Regions from separate parts of the Sus scrofa genome. Here region 1 is linked to region 2. Evidence: chromatin contacts called from public HiChIP or PLAC-seq data. All regions are on one chromosome and are shown on one strand. The core of a region is the stretch at or near the end of the contact, and the rest is flanking DNA. Distances in the headings are between cores, read along the strand shown.

Region 1 (6,554 bases), core at 1,492-3,991, 37 kb before region 2:
CTCAGAGAAAGAAAACTAGTATTTGTTGCCAATGATAAAATGTGACCATCCAAGTATAATCAGAATTTTGGGAAACAAAATTTGTTTCCTAAATGAGCTTGATGGCTACCATGAACTTGACGGCTTCCTAATACTCAGTTTTCTGATGTGATCAATGGGATTATCAGTAAATGTGATTTTTCGACATTGTATCCTGACATGTACTAGCACCTGGAAGATCTGCATGACTCAGTGCAACAGGCGGCCGGCCCCACATACATTTCCTCTATGATGTTTTCTTAGGTTTATCAACTTTTACAAGTGTTCCCCCCCCCTTTTTTTTTTTTGTGCTTTTTAGGGCTGCATCCACTGTAAATAGAAGTTCCCAGGTTAGGGGTTAAATTGAAGCTACAGCTTCCGGCCTACACCACAGCCACAGCAACACAGGATCCGAGCTGCTTCTGCGACCTACACCACAGCTTGGGGCAAAACCAGATCGCTGACCCACTGAACAGGGACAGGGATCAAACCTGTGTCCTCATGGATACTAGTTGGATTCATTTCTGCTGCGCCACAGTGGGAACTTCCAAGCTTTCCCCATTTAAACTTCTTTATCACGTAAAATATTCATTCCTATTCAGAATATTATAAACTATTTCATAATTATGACTATCACTAAATTCCTAATATAGTGCATGTCTGTCAGTCTGCAATCCTATAGGGCAAGATTTAGCCAAGCCCCTGAAGAGGACCTAACTAAAAACTGTTAATAAAGACTTTAAATCCAGGAGTTCCCGTCGTGGTGCAGTGGTTAACAAATCCAACTAAGAACCATGAGGTTGCGGGTTCGATCCCTGCCCTTGCTCAGTGGGTTAACCATCCGGCGTTGCCGTGAGCTGTGGTGTAGGTCGCAGATGTGGCTCGGATCCCAAGAAATGGCAAAAAAGACAAAAAAAAAAAAAAAAAAAAAAAAAAGACTTTAAATCCATTGTTGGATCAGCAGGTTAAGAATCCGACTAGTATTCATGAGGATTCGGGTTTGATCCCTGGCCTTGCTCAGCTCAGTGGGTTAAGGATCCAGCGTTGCCACAAGCTGTGACATAGGTCGCAGATATAGCTCGGATCCAGTGTTGCTGTGAGCTGTGGTGTAGGCTGGTGGCTGCAGCTCCAATTTGACCCCTGGCCTGGGAACTTTCGTATGCTGCACATGCAAGTTCAAAATAAAAGAACAAAAACAAAAACTTTAAGTGTTTAAAGGAAAGGATGGAAGGGGTACTTCTTCAAAAAAGCACTTCAGTCCAAGGAGAAGAAAGTGATGATGAATTCCTATGTCAAGGTCAAATGTGCTGTCTTAACTTGTGGTAAGTGGCTGGGCCAAGTGCTTCTTGCTTGACTGCAAAATGTCTTTGGCTCTCAAAGAAGAACAGCCTGAACACTTAGCCAATGGCACACCACTGCCAGGCAGAATTTTGGAAGCCAATGTTTGCAAGATCATTCTCTGCCCTTTGAAGATGACAACAGCCAAAGTCCGGAGGCTCAAATGAGCCCAGCTAGTCCAGGTACCAAACAGAAGAAACCCTATCTTTTCTCCTTCCTTCCCTCATATTTCTCTCCCTTCCTTTTCTTGATCTCCTTGACCCCATCATAACTTTAGTTCTCTTCCTTTTCAGGTTCATGATCATTTCTATCTATAAGTCTCGAATCCTGGATATAGTATATATTTTTTTATTTTTATGGCTACGCCTGTGGCATATGGAAGTTCTGGGGCCAGGGACTGAATCTGAGCCACAGTTGCAACTCTAAGCCACAGCTGCAGGAAGGCCAGATCCTTTAACCCACTGCGCCTGGCTGGGGATCAAAGTCACACCTCCACAGTGACCCCAACTCCTCCTTCTAACTCAGTGCACCAGTGCACCATGGCGGGAACTCCCTTGATATAGATTTTATAAGAATGACAACGTGAGGATGTGAGACAAAACAACAAAAGCTGGCCTAATCAGCACTGTGATTTCAGAGCACCCATCTCCAAAGCCGTCAGAGAAGACAAGGCAGGACAGGTGTGGGATGAGCCCCCAAGCCCTCCACAAAGCACAGGACAGCAGTGGTGAGGAGCTCCAGCTCTGGAGGTGGGCAGACCCGAGCTCAGCAGCAGCCCTGCCAGTGCGTGCAGGCCTGAGCGAGGGCAGACTGAGCCCCGGGCATTCATCTGAGCAGGACTTTGTGGGGATTCAAGGAGGTAAACCCTGCCGCTGCTGTTAAGACTGTGGTTTAACAAAGGGCCACAACTTCCCCAGGAAAAAGCGTAAACTCTGCTCTCTCCTCACTGACCACTGCCTCCCAGCTCCAGCACCTTCTGGGAGGAAGGCAGCTTGGTTAAAATGTCCTTGAACTAGTAAGGCTCTGAGCTTGTCTGTGAAGTCTGACTGGGGAAGATTCCCTCTCTGACATCCAGGACTCTGCAGGTTGCTGAGTTGGAGGGTGGGTGATCACAGGGGTGTGCACGCCGTCCCTGGCAGCCCCACTGACAAGGCAGCAGGGCACACTCATGCACCATCCAGGAGTGACCGTTCTCTCTTCTTTGGCTTTTTCCTCCAGAAGGAACAGGACTAAAGCCATGGAGGAGAGACGCAAGTCCCTGAAAAGCCTCTCAACTCAGTAATGACTAAATTTAGATGCCCTTCCGCCCGCCGGGCAGCAGCTGTGCCGCTGACTCCCTCGGGCCGCATCGCGCAGAGGAGCAGCCTCGCCACCCACAGAGTGGTGTGGCCGCGCCCCTGCACAGGCAGTACTGGGCCTTCCAGAGATGCCGTTTCCTTCTCTCCAGCAAGCAAAGAAGGCTAGTAGGTTTCTGATGTCACTCGGGACAGCAGGGGGGAAATGCTTCTTTGCATTTAATCCTATTCCTTCTGTCTCGGCTTATGTCCATTTCTTTCTATTTTGTTTCCCCAAAGACACATGGAATATTACTCAAGTAACAACTTGCTCTAAGCTCCTTAAGAAACGAGAATTATTGATTTCTTAGTCCAGAGAGCTATTAGAAAAAATGCCAGATAATAATCTAAAGCTTCCTAAAATCAGCACGTCACATTTCCCCGGCAATGACAAGCTACCTCCAAGGGAAAGTCCTTGATTTTGCCAATAAAATGGGATTGAGCACTATGATCTCGCTACTGCACCTAATACAAAGCAAAGGCAGCTGACGGCTCATCAGTGCCAGAGCTAAATCTGGGCATGCAGAGGAGGCCTTACAAAACAAAGCCTCAACCGTTCCCAAAATAGCCTGTGACTGTCACCGCCACCAAGTGCTGCTGCTCCCAGCACTACCTTGCTGCTGTGTCTCAGAACACTGCCGAGACCACCTGCCCTGGCCCAGGACGGTGTCCCCCACAGAGCCGAGTCTGATCCAGCACAGGTGACACCTCCTCATCTGGATCTCCCGCCCCCCCCCCTCCGCCCCCCGTCTTGATCTCAACAAGTCAAGCTGACACAGGGCTGGGAGATGGTGATGTCGGGCACACATCCCCATTCTGACCTTTCACTGTTTGTCCTCTATGCTCCCAAACTTGTATCAATGACAAGTGTCCCTAAAAGAGACAGGCAGGCAGGGAGGGGGAGACTGAAAAGAGAGAAGAGGAGGCAGAGGCCCAACTGAGGCGGCCACAGGGAAGACGGCAGTCACCAGGAGCTGGATGAGGCAAAGAAGAGCTTTCCCGCTCAGCACCATGGCTTCAGACTTCTCATCTCCAGAGCTGTGTGATAAGAGATTTCTGCTGTTTTATGCCACCAAGTTTATGGTGCTTTGTCACAGAAGGTGCAGGAGACAAATCCAACTGGCACAGAGTAGGAAGTCAGAACCTAGCGGGTCTGCCCATCCTTACTCCTCGGTACTAACAAACTCACAGCAGGAGTCCCCTCCTCTTTGCTGGATGAAAAGTGGTCAGAAAATTAACGGTACCACTTCTTAGGCTACAACTACATTTAACAGAAGGTTTTGGAAGGTTTTTAACTCAATCTTCAGCCAAAGAGCCAATGCCCTGAAAGACCGGCCCGTGTTCTTGCCCTAGGTATGCTGCTGAAGGGTTTCTGGCTGAGGACTGAGCTGAAGCTCAGGGGCAGCACTGAATGACAACATCACCAAACAAAGTCCCCTTGTTCCAAGAAGGCAGCCTCGTCACAAGACAGGGATTTATACCAGTAAATTCCAGGTGATAAAGGAGTCAGTACACTGGGAAACCTCGACCGGCAGCAGACCAGCATGATGAAAGGGCGTTAACATGCTGTAGATCAGAGCCCTGGGCCTGCGCTTGAGTCAGACCTTCCATCCCGACTGTGATGCCGTGTGACCACTGTTTCAGGAAGAAACATGCCAGCAGCCTGCCGGCTCCAGCACGACAGGTGACTCCAGCCGCTGCCAGCCCTGCATCAAAGCCTCACAGCCCCACGGCACAGTTTGGCTTCCAGAGGGTCGGAGCTATATCTGATAATGTACTCAGTGGTCAGGCCGGCTCTGGACACAGACCTACAGCCTTTCAGGGGAAGGAGCCAAGACAGACAGTAGAACTGAAGAACTTTCCATGGAGTGTCACACTGACTAAGATCTTGCTCTCAATAAACTAGTGTATTACCCCCAAGACTGTAAATGTGTATAATTTGGAATCAGAGAAATCTTCCTTCATTTATGAGCAAGTATCATACCGCCTACGGGTCGACGGTATTTAGATTTCAAAACTTTGCTTATTCTGGGTCCTAATATGACCTCCTCCAAGTGCCTCAAACCCTCACCTTCAAATAACACTCCCCAACCTTCCCCATGCACTTAATGAAGACAAGCCCACTCAACAGTCTTAACAATTATTACCTTGGCAACTTCTGTACTATAAACACTGTGTACATCTGATCTAACTCTTGTCATTAAGTCAGGTCTTAGAAAAGTCAAGAGGAAAGAAAATGAAGAAAGGGACCAGAAAAAAAGCTGCATCTTCTCAAAGCCTATGCTTATTCTCCAATTCAAGTTACATAGTTCCAATCTCCAAATCTCTACTCTGTCACTTGTTGATAATCCTAATACTGCAGAAGAATAAGTAAGGCCTAACGATTGCGGTAAATCCCTAGCATGAGTTTCTCTCAGATCTAAAGAGTGTACTTGATGAGTCAGCCTCACACTTGTAGAGAACTAAGAAAGCCCTTATGAGGGTCTCCTCTTCCAAATTCTGCAGTAAGGGCTGAGGCATACCCAGTAATGACTGACACACCTGACCTAAAGAAGGGCCCTGGGAAAAGCACACTAACGAAGCTGTAGGAGAAGGAAAGAATGTGGCAGCTGGAGCGGCAAGCAGGGGGACTTCCCATTTTACAGATGCACAAACTAGGCCCAGAAACTTGAAAGGAATTATTTAAAGTCACATATTCAGTTGTAGAACCACCTGTTTTCTACCTACCAATTTAGAGGTATCCAAAACACCATTCACAGTCCAAGATACCCCTTGGGCCATGGAACATTTTTAACACCTGATACTATCTTCTTAAAAATAACTTTGCTGGAGTTCCCGTCGTGGCTTAGTGGTTAACGAATCCAACTAGGAACCATGAGGTTGCAGGTTCAACCCCTGGCCTTACTCAGTGGGTTAAGGATCTGGCGTTGCCTTGAGCTGTGGTGTAGGTTGCAGACGTGGCTCAGACCCTGTGTTGCTGTGGCTGTGGTGTAGGCCGGCAGCTACAGCTCCAATTAGACCCCTAGCCTGGGAACCTCCATATGTCGAGGGAGTGGCCCTACAAAAGGCAAAAAGACAAAAAACAAAAACAAAAAAATAAAAAACTTTGCTTTAGCATCCATAGGGCAAACTGATATTAGTCTAGCTCTCCAATAATTTCATGAGGAATGTGGCCAATTGGTTGATGTGAGTTGGTCACTCCTAACTAGACTAAGTGCAAAACTCAAAGATCCCATTAAAGGGCTTTGGATACCATGCTGTTGATCAGCCGGAGTCTAGATTGGAAACCTCCCTCATACCGTGGCTACCTGTCCTAACCTCGGCCCCCTGAGGCCTACGCTGCAGCCGACTGGTGTGGAGAGTAAACTGCCACGCCAGGGAGCGGGATTTCTCTACCACCCTCCAGATTGCTCCATGCCCAGAAATGAACGTTTCATCAGCAGCAGGAGTGCAGTTTGAAAGCAACGGTGCGGACAGCACCTCACAGTTGTCCGGAGAGCCTCAGAAAGAGAAGCTGGGGAAGGAGGAAAGGCGACGGAGAAACTGCAGCAAGATCAGATTCTCAGAAAGAGTAAACCAGTACAGCAAATTTCACCCCTAAGACAATAAACAAGTTGTTCTCGTTCAGGCATACCTCATCAAGAGTTCGGCTCAGGCAAAGCTCCTAACACATGGTCCCTGTCACTGTCCTGCCTCCCCACGTGCAGAGTCCTTGACTGAGCAGGGGCTGACAGGGTAAAGGCACAACTCTCCTGGTCAGGGTGCGGGCGCAGACGGTGGACAAGACTCCTGGTCAGGATGCAGGGTGCGGAGTGTGGACAAGCCTCCCCGGCAGGGTGATGGGGTGCAGACTGTGGGACAAGC
Region 2 (6,510 bases), core at 2,556-5,055:
AAAGTTTGGTTAGTCTGTATCAGTTTCCAAGGCTTTCATCAGAGTGGGTCTAACCTTTGAGATACTTATCCCTGTCTACCCTCAGCAATATTAATAGGCCCCTGGAGCTTATCTCTGACTCCAGCACCTGGTGGCAGAAGCAAAGGCTGCCAAGAAGGAAAGGTCCCTAAGTCCAAGCAGCATGGAGGCCCCACAACCTCAAGTACAAAACATCTACTGCGACCCCGTGGGAGAAGGGGCTTCATCCAGTGTGCCGGGGTCATGGTCCCCAGCTGGCCAAGACGGAGCCATCACCCGGATCATCCCCATCAGGCTTGTAGAGCAGACGGGCACTTAAATTCAGGTACCTGGACCACTCGCCACTCCACACAAGGACAAGCAGTCATACCCTCTACGGCTGTTAGACCACTGGCGGCTCCAGAACCACATTTCGAAAATTACTTTTTATATACCTTAAGTGTCCTGCAGACCACGGAGAAACATATTTTAACTCTGCAGAAATGACCTGCAGGCGTCCCTGAGCCAATAAAGGCCACTCATCTTGACTCAAACAAAGAAGTGGTCCCTCAACATAAAGTTTTGTTTGACCTCAAATCTTCAAGCAGCTTCATTTTAGCTGAATCTGGCTAGTACTGAGAATACTTATTCAACTCAACGCACTGCCAGCCCTGCAAATAGGGACGAATAATGCCATATTGCCTTTGCAAGTGTTTCAAAAAAAAAAAAAAAAAATTCCACAGTTGTCATCTCCTTCCTCTCCTATTTCAAGAGATTACGGAAGGTGAAGAGACTACTAGAATATTAGTGAGAGACACTGCACTTCACTGTCCAGGGGGGTAATTAAAGGAAAAGGAAAGACACCAAGGGGACCACGGTGTCAGGAAAAGGAGTCAGAAACGTGGTTACCTGGTGTGGAAGACCTACCTGCAGTCACCTCAAAGTAGGTGCTTTTCTCAGGGCGGTGTTAAAATGTGTGTGGTAAGGGGCAGACTCAGCAGTCACCTCAAAAAAACAGGGCCACTGAGTTACACTGAGAAAACTGTGCTTCGAATAAGGAACACGTGGACAAGAAAACTGGTTTCTATTTCTCTATGACCCCTCAAAGTGGTTTCTTTCAGAATCCAGACCTCAATCGCCTTATCATCCCCCAAACATCCGAAAAATAAAAATTCATTCAGAAATTTGAAAGAATACACGTGGCCCTCTGAGGGCCCATCTTACTTCAATTCAGCTCCTTATTAGGTGAGACATAAAGCTCTGGAGTTTAAATCTGAAAAACCCTTGCCTACAGGCAACTTCTCTCCCTTTTAATCTTGCACGAGCAACGATTTTCTAAGCTTCAGAGTCCTCACCTGTGAAATGGTTATTATGACACTGGCTGCCACACCCACCTCAAAGGATCACTACTGAGATTCACCTGCAGTAAGACATATCAAAAAGTTTTTAAACAGCAAAGAACTATATAAATGTTGGCCGCCACCTTAGGTGGGGCACTGTTATAGGCAGGAAAAAATGGACGCAAATGGGGTGAAAAGAAGGTCCTTTCATCTGAAAAAGAAGGACCACGAACGCAGCGAGGACTAATTTTAAGCTACTGGCTAATATGTTCACTGAAGCGAAATGACGCGAATCGGAATAATGACTTAGAAGTGGATTCTCAGGTCAGCACATCCACTTTGCACGGACAGCAGAAGAAGGAAAATAAGAAAGATTAAGAGTGGGTGTCCAGCTGTCAGCTCACCAAAATAACTGATGAAGTTCCATTTGAGAGAGAGGACGGAGTTAGTGACGACAGGCAGCATGTACAGAATACAGTTGCATAAGATGAACTAAGTTAAGGTGTTAATTACCAAGCACGGAACTGTCAGGTTATCCACAATCACATACTCCAGTTCTATATAGGGCGTGTGATTCCTACAGAAGCTTTAGCGGAAAAAAAAGCTATTCCAAAAACGTCAAACAAATGTAAGTGACCCTGCAGGTCAGCGCTCCGTAGAGGAATAAAGTAAGGCTTCCTTCCTTGAGGATGGGGTGCTCGGGGAGCTACAGCGCGACGAACGCAGAACCTGTAAATCACTGCAAACCAGAAAACCAGAAAACCAGGTGTGGTTTCAGACCCTTCGGCCCTCCGCCCTCCCCAGCACGGGATGCGCTCTCAGAGACGGCAGAACGACTCGCACAGAAAGCAGGACTCGAGAGCGCAGCAGACCCCCGGCCAAAGCACCGGTAACCATGACGACCCGCGGAGCGGGAGGGAAATACAAACACCCGACTGCGGCGGGCGCCGGTCCTGCGAGGTCGGGAACAGCCGGCCGCCGAGCGGCGGCGGCGAGAAGCGGGCTCGCAGCACCCGCGCTGCGCTCACCTGGTGCAGGGCTGTCAGGCCGTCGACATTGGCCGTGTCCACGTCGGCGCCCCGGGCCAGGAGCCGCCTCACCTCGTCGGTGTCTCCGCTGGAGCAGGCAGCCAGGAACACGGCGCCGTCCTCGAAGCGGACCCGCGGGCCCGCGCGCCGACTCTGCGGCTGCCGCCCCGCGCCCGGCCGGTCGGTGGGCTCCTGCTCCGTCAGCGAACCCCGCCAGCGCCGCAGCTGCTCGGCCCGCCGCGCCCGCGCCGACTCGGCCCGCTTCCCGCCCAAGTGCTCCAGCTCTGCCATAACGCCGCTGCTCCGAGCCGCCCCGCCGCCGCCTCCGAGCGCTTCAGCCGGGAGAGGAGGGCGGAGACCCACGCGCAGCCATCTTTACTGCTCCGCCGCCGCGCCGCCCGCGCCGCCCGCACGCCCCGCGGCCTCAGCACGCAGTTGCAGCGGCGCCCCGGAGCATCACGGGACTTGTAGTAGGAGAGCCGCGCGTCCCCCACGCCCGGGCGCGCCCGCGCCTGACGGGAACTACAAGTCCCTGGACGGACCGCGAGAGAGGCGCGGTCCGGGAGCTCCCTACTTGGCCGCAGACCTGCGAGGTCACCTCCGCCCCAAGCGGGAGCTGTCCCTGGCCGGAGTCAGCCTCTGTGGGCGTGTTAAGAGTCGTGGTTCATTCTCTTTGCGACTACCAGCTAATTTTGGCTCCCTAATTAACACGTCAATCTTTTGGAGTGGAAAAGGGGTCAGTTGTTATCCCTACTTTCTGTTGCAGAAAACTGGACGGGAAGTACCCAAAACTTTCAAAACTGTGTCCTGGTTCTGAATCCAGAGTTTTATTAACTTAGAGGGCATGAACACGTAGCCCTGAAAAGCCCCTGGGAAGGATGCACGCAGGTACAGCGGAAAGAGCATTCAAATTCAGTTCTCCATACAGAAGTTCTCTGAGCCTGTTTCCTTGATTGTAAAAAGGGGGTAATGTCACCTCACAGGATGGTCCTGTGGCTCGAATAAGACGATATATGCAAGGATACCTAGTGCTATCCCTGGCTTCTATCAGCTCATAATAAATACTAATTTCCCTTCTTTCTCTCTCCTCCTCTTCTCCAGTTTTCGTGGATCTTAAATTATTGGGAGACAGAATGGATGTCATGTGTCTTAAATTATTGGGAGACAGAATGGATGTCATGTGTTCCATGATTTTTTTACCCAAAGCTACAAAAAACGTATACAGAGCAAACACAATACTGCAAGTCAACTATAGTTCAATTAAAAAAAAAAATACTATAGAGCATACAAAACTCCTAAAGCAGCAAGTAGGCCATTTTCATGTTCAAAGAGAGCTTGGTTATAAAACCTGTTAAATAGACTTAGCATTATTACAACATTGTAAATCAACTATACTTCCATAAAGCTTTACAGAAAGTTGACTTAGTAACTATATCCCTCCAGGCTTTAGCCCTGGACAAAACATAAATAATTTTTTTTCCATAATGAAAGAGATCATATACAATTATTAGGTTCTTTAAACTTTCAGTTTTTCACTAAAAAAAATGTTGCAAGGAGTTCACATTTTGACTCAGCAGAAACAAACCCGACCAGTATCCATGAAGATGTGGGTTCAATCCCTGGCATCACTCAGTGGGTTGAGGATCCTGCGTTGCTGTGGCTCTGGTGCAGGCCCGCGGCTACAGTTCGGATTAGACCCCTCCTAGTCTGGGAACCTCCATGTGCTGTTGTGTGGCCCTAGAAAAGGCAAAAAGACAAAAAAAAAAAAAGATTAGGTCATTGTGAAGGGAAACTTTATTATATTCTATCATGTGAACATTTGTCTGTGCTTCACTTTTTCCTGAGATGAGCTGAGAAGCAAATGAAAAGGGACACTTAGATATAAAATATGCTTAGTAATACTCTATCTAAATATGCTTAATTTGGAGTTTCCGTCGTGGTTCAGTGGTTAACGAATCTGACTAGGAACCATGAGGTTGCAGGTTCGATCCCTGCCCTTGCTCAGTGGGTTAACGATCCGGCGTTGCCGTGAGCTGTGGTGTAGGTCGCAGATGTGGCTGGGATCCTGAGTTGCTATGGCTCTGGCATAGGCTAGCAGCTACAGCTCCGATTAGACCCCTAGCTTGGGAAACTCCATATGCCACGGGAGCAGCCCAAGAAATGGCAAAAAGACAAAAATAAATAAATATGCTTAATTAGGTATCCTTAAATTCTTCATAAATGCTAATTAAGTTATTAGCATCTTGGTGAACTGTGAATAACAATGTATATAAAAATAAAAGATGTAATACTGTATACTTTATATAGCCATGTGTTCCTTGCATTAATTTAGTTACCACAGAACTTGTTATACTTCATCATCTACTGGAAATCTGTATGAGAGGTGTTCCCATCATGGCTCAGTGGTATCAAACCCGATTAACATCCATGAGGACAAAGGTTCCATCCACTCAGTGGTTTAAGGATCCAGTATTACCATGAGCTGTGTTGTAGGTCACAGACGTGGCTCGGATCCTGCAATGCTGTGGCTGTGGCATAGGCTGGCAGCTACAGCTCTGCTTTGACCCCTAGCCTGGGAACTTCCATATGCTGCGGGTGTGGCCCTAAAAAGGCAAAAAACAAAACAAAAACAAAAAACAAACCCAAAACACTGGTTCTTGATAATAAAATTACAAAAAAATAAAATTCTGTATGAGATTGACTTTGTAGCTTGTCAACGTGGAAACTCTTATTTCAACTCAGCCTCTTGCTGATAATTAAAATTGCCCACAAGCTCTCAAATAGAACTGTCCCTATAGGATAAAAGAAATATTGATATTAAACTAGATAGGAACCTAACCCTCTTCAGGAAACCATTATTAGCTTAAACTCTGCCAGTCTAGAAAATCAAAAAGCAAGAGAAGGGCAAGGTTTCAGCATCATGCAAATTGCAGAAACCTCAGGAAGCACATCTCTGACAGCAATCCACATGCACCATCTTAATATTATGATGCTGGTACATGACAGTTTCTCAAAAAAAAAAAAAAAAGAAAGAAAGAAAGTATGTAGAATTGGACCACATGTTTTACTTACTGATTTTCTAATAAGCATTTTTTAGCTTGGGTAAAAATTTCATGAATTAATAATGTTACTTTTTTTTTGGTCTTTTTAGGGCTGCACCTGTGGCATATGGAAGTTCCCAGGCTATGGGTCAAAGCAGAGCTGTAGCTGCCGGCCTACCCCACAGCCACAGCAACGAAGGATCCAAGCCTCATCTGCGACCTCCACCCCAGCTCAGGCAAAACCAGGTCCTCGATCCACTGAGTGAAGCCAGGGATCAAACCCATGTCCTCAAGGATACTAGTCAGGTTCCTTACTGATGAGCCACAAGGGGAACACCAATAATGTTACATTTCTCTCAGCTGTATTCTTTTCACATTCAGTATCAGGAAAGAATAAATATCTGCCTTCCCTTGTGTAAGTAAGCTAAAATTAGCCAAGTCTAAGTTAAATCTTTACTATCCCAAGAGGTATGAACTTGAATTTCAATAGGAAAAATTCAGTCTCAATACTGGGAAGTTCCAGTGAGCACTGGAACTATCTATTTTACTGTATCTATTTTACTTGTGTTTTTCCTGAGGTAGTAAGAATGTGTTACACTCTCTGGAGATTTTAAAGAAAAATGTAAGTAGCTAAATTCCATGGATAATTAAAAGGCATGTATCTTCCAGCTATGTGATTACAGAAAGCAGTGATAATTATTATAATCTAAATAATTTAACTAGCTCAGCCCCCCACAAAAGGCCACAAGAAATAAAACATAATCAATCTGGGCATGATGACTTGAAAGTTTTTTGCAATTAAAATCATCTAAGTTCTTTTTCTGAAACATCTTCCCCCAACCAGGGCTGAGTATAAACTTATACAATAAACTTATATGATTGTTTACTATCAGTAAACAAACATGATAGTTTGGATTTCCTAAATATTCTAAAGAAAATAATATTTTATGTACCAGTGGATAAATCCCGACAATCCTGTGTATTAAAAAAAAAAAAAAACAACAGGAGTTCCTGTTGTGGCACAGTGGAAATGAATCTGGCTAGTATCCATGAGGACATGGGTTTGATCCCTGCCTTCATTCAGTGGGTTAAGGATCTGGTGTT

Evidence for each region. HiChIP or PLAC-seq counts read pairs in DNA pulled down with a chosen protein or histone mark.
Region 1: a contact with region 2 is called in an H3K27ac HiChIP or PLAC-seq map of skeletal muscle. The contact joins the enhancer-like site here to the promoter of PPP1R12B in region 2. A contact is called at or near these places in 2 of 5 promoter capture datasets (fetal skeletal muscle and skeletal muscle), 9 of 47 Hi-C or Micro-C datasets (brain, embryonic fibroblasts, fetal heart ventricle and 3 more) and 2 of 2 datasets of contacts at active chromatin or transcription factors (alveolar macrophages and skeletal muscle).

The regions. Positions count from the first base shown.
Region 1 is chr10:24,497,013-24,503,566 of Sscrofa11.1, reverse strand. The region is part of intron 1 of PPP1R12B (protein phosphatase 1 regulatory subunit 12B); the gene reads right to left. Among named protein-coding and RNA genes, the nearest start is that of PPP1R12B, 36 kb to the right of the region's middle. Within about 2 kb of position 2,741, at least 11 of the 83 cell types and tissues checked have an H3K27ac peak or open chromatin away from gene starts, as enhancers often do. A contact at or near this core is called in alveolar macrophages, fetal skeletal muscle and skeletal muscle, where this site is marked.
Region 2 is chr10:24,461,298-24,467,807 of Sscrofa11.1, reverse strand. It overlaps PPP1R12B (protein phosphatase 1 regulatory subunit 12B), which reads right to left and starts at 3,805. Exons shown (of 25, transcript XM_021064548.1): 1 at 2,366-3,805. The coding sequence starts at 2,656.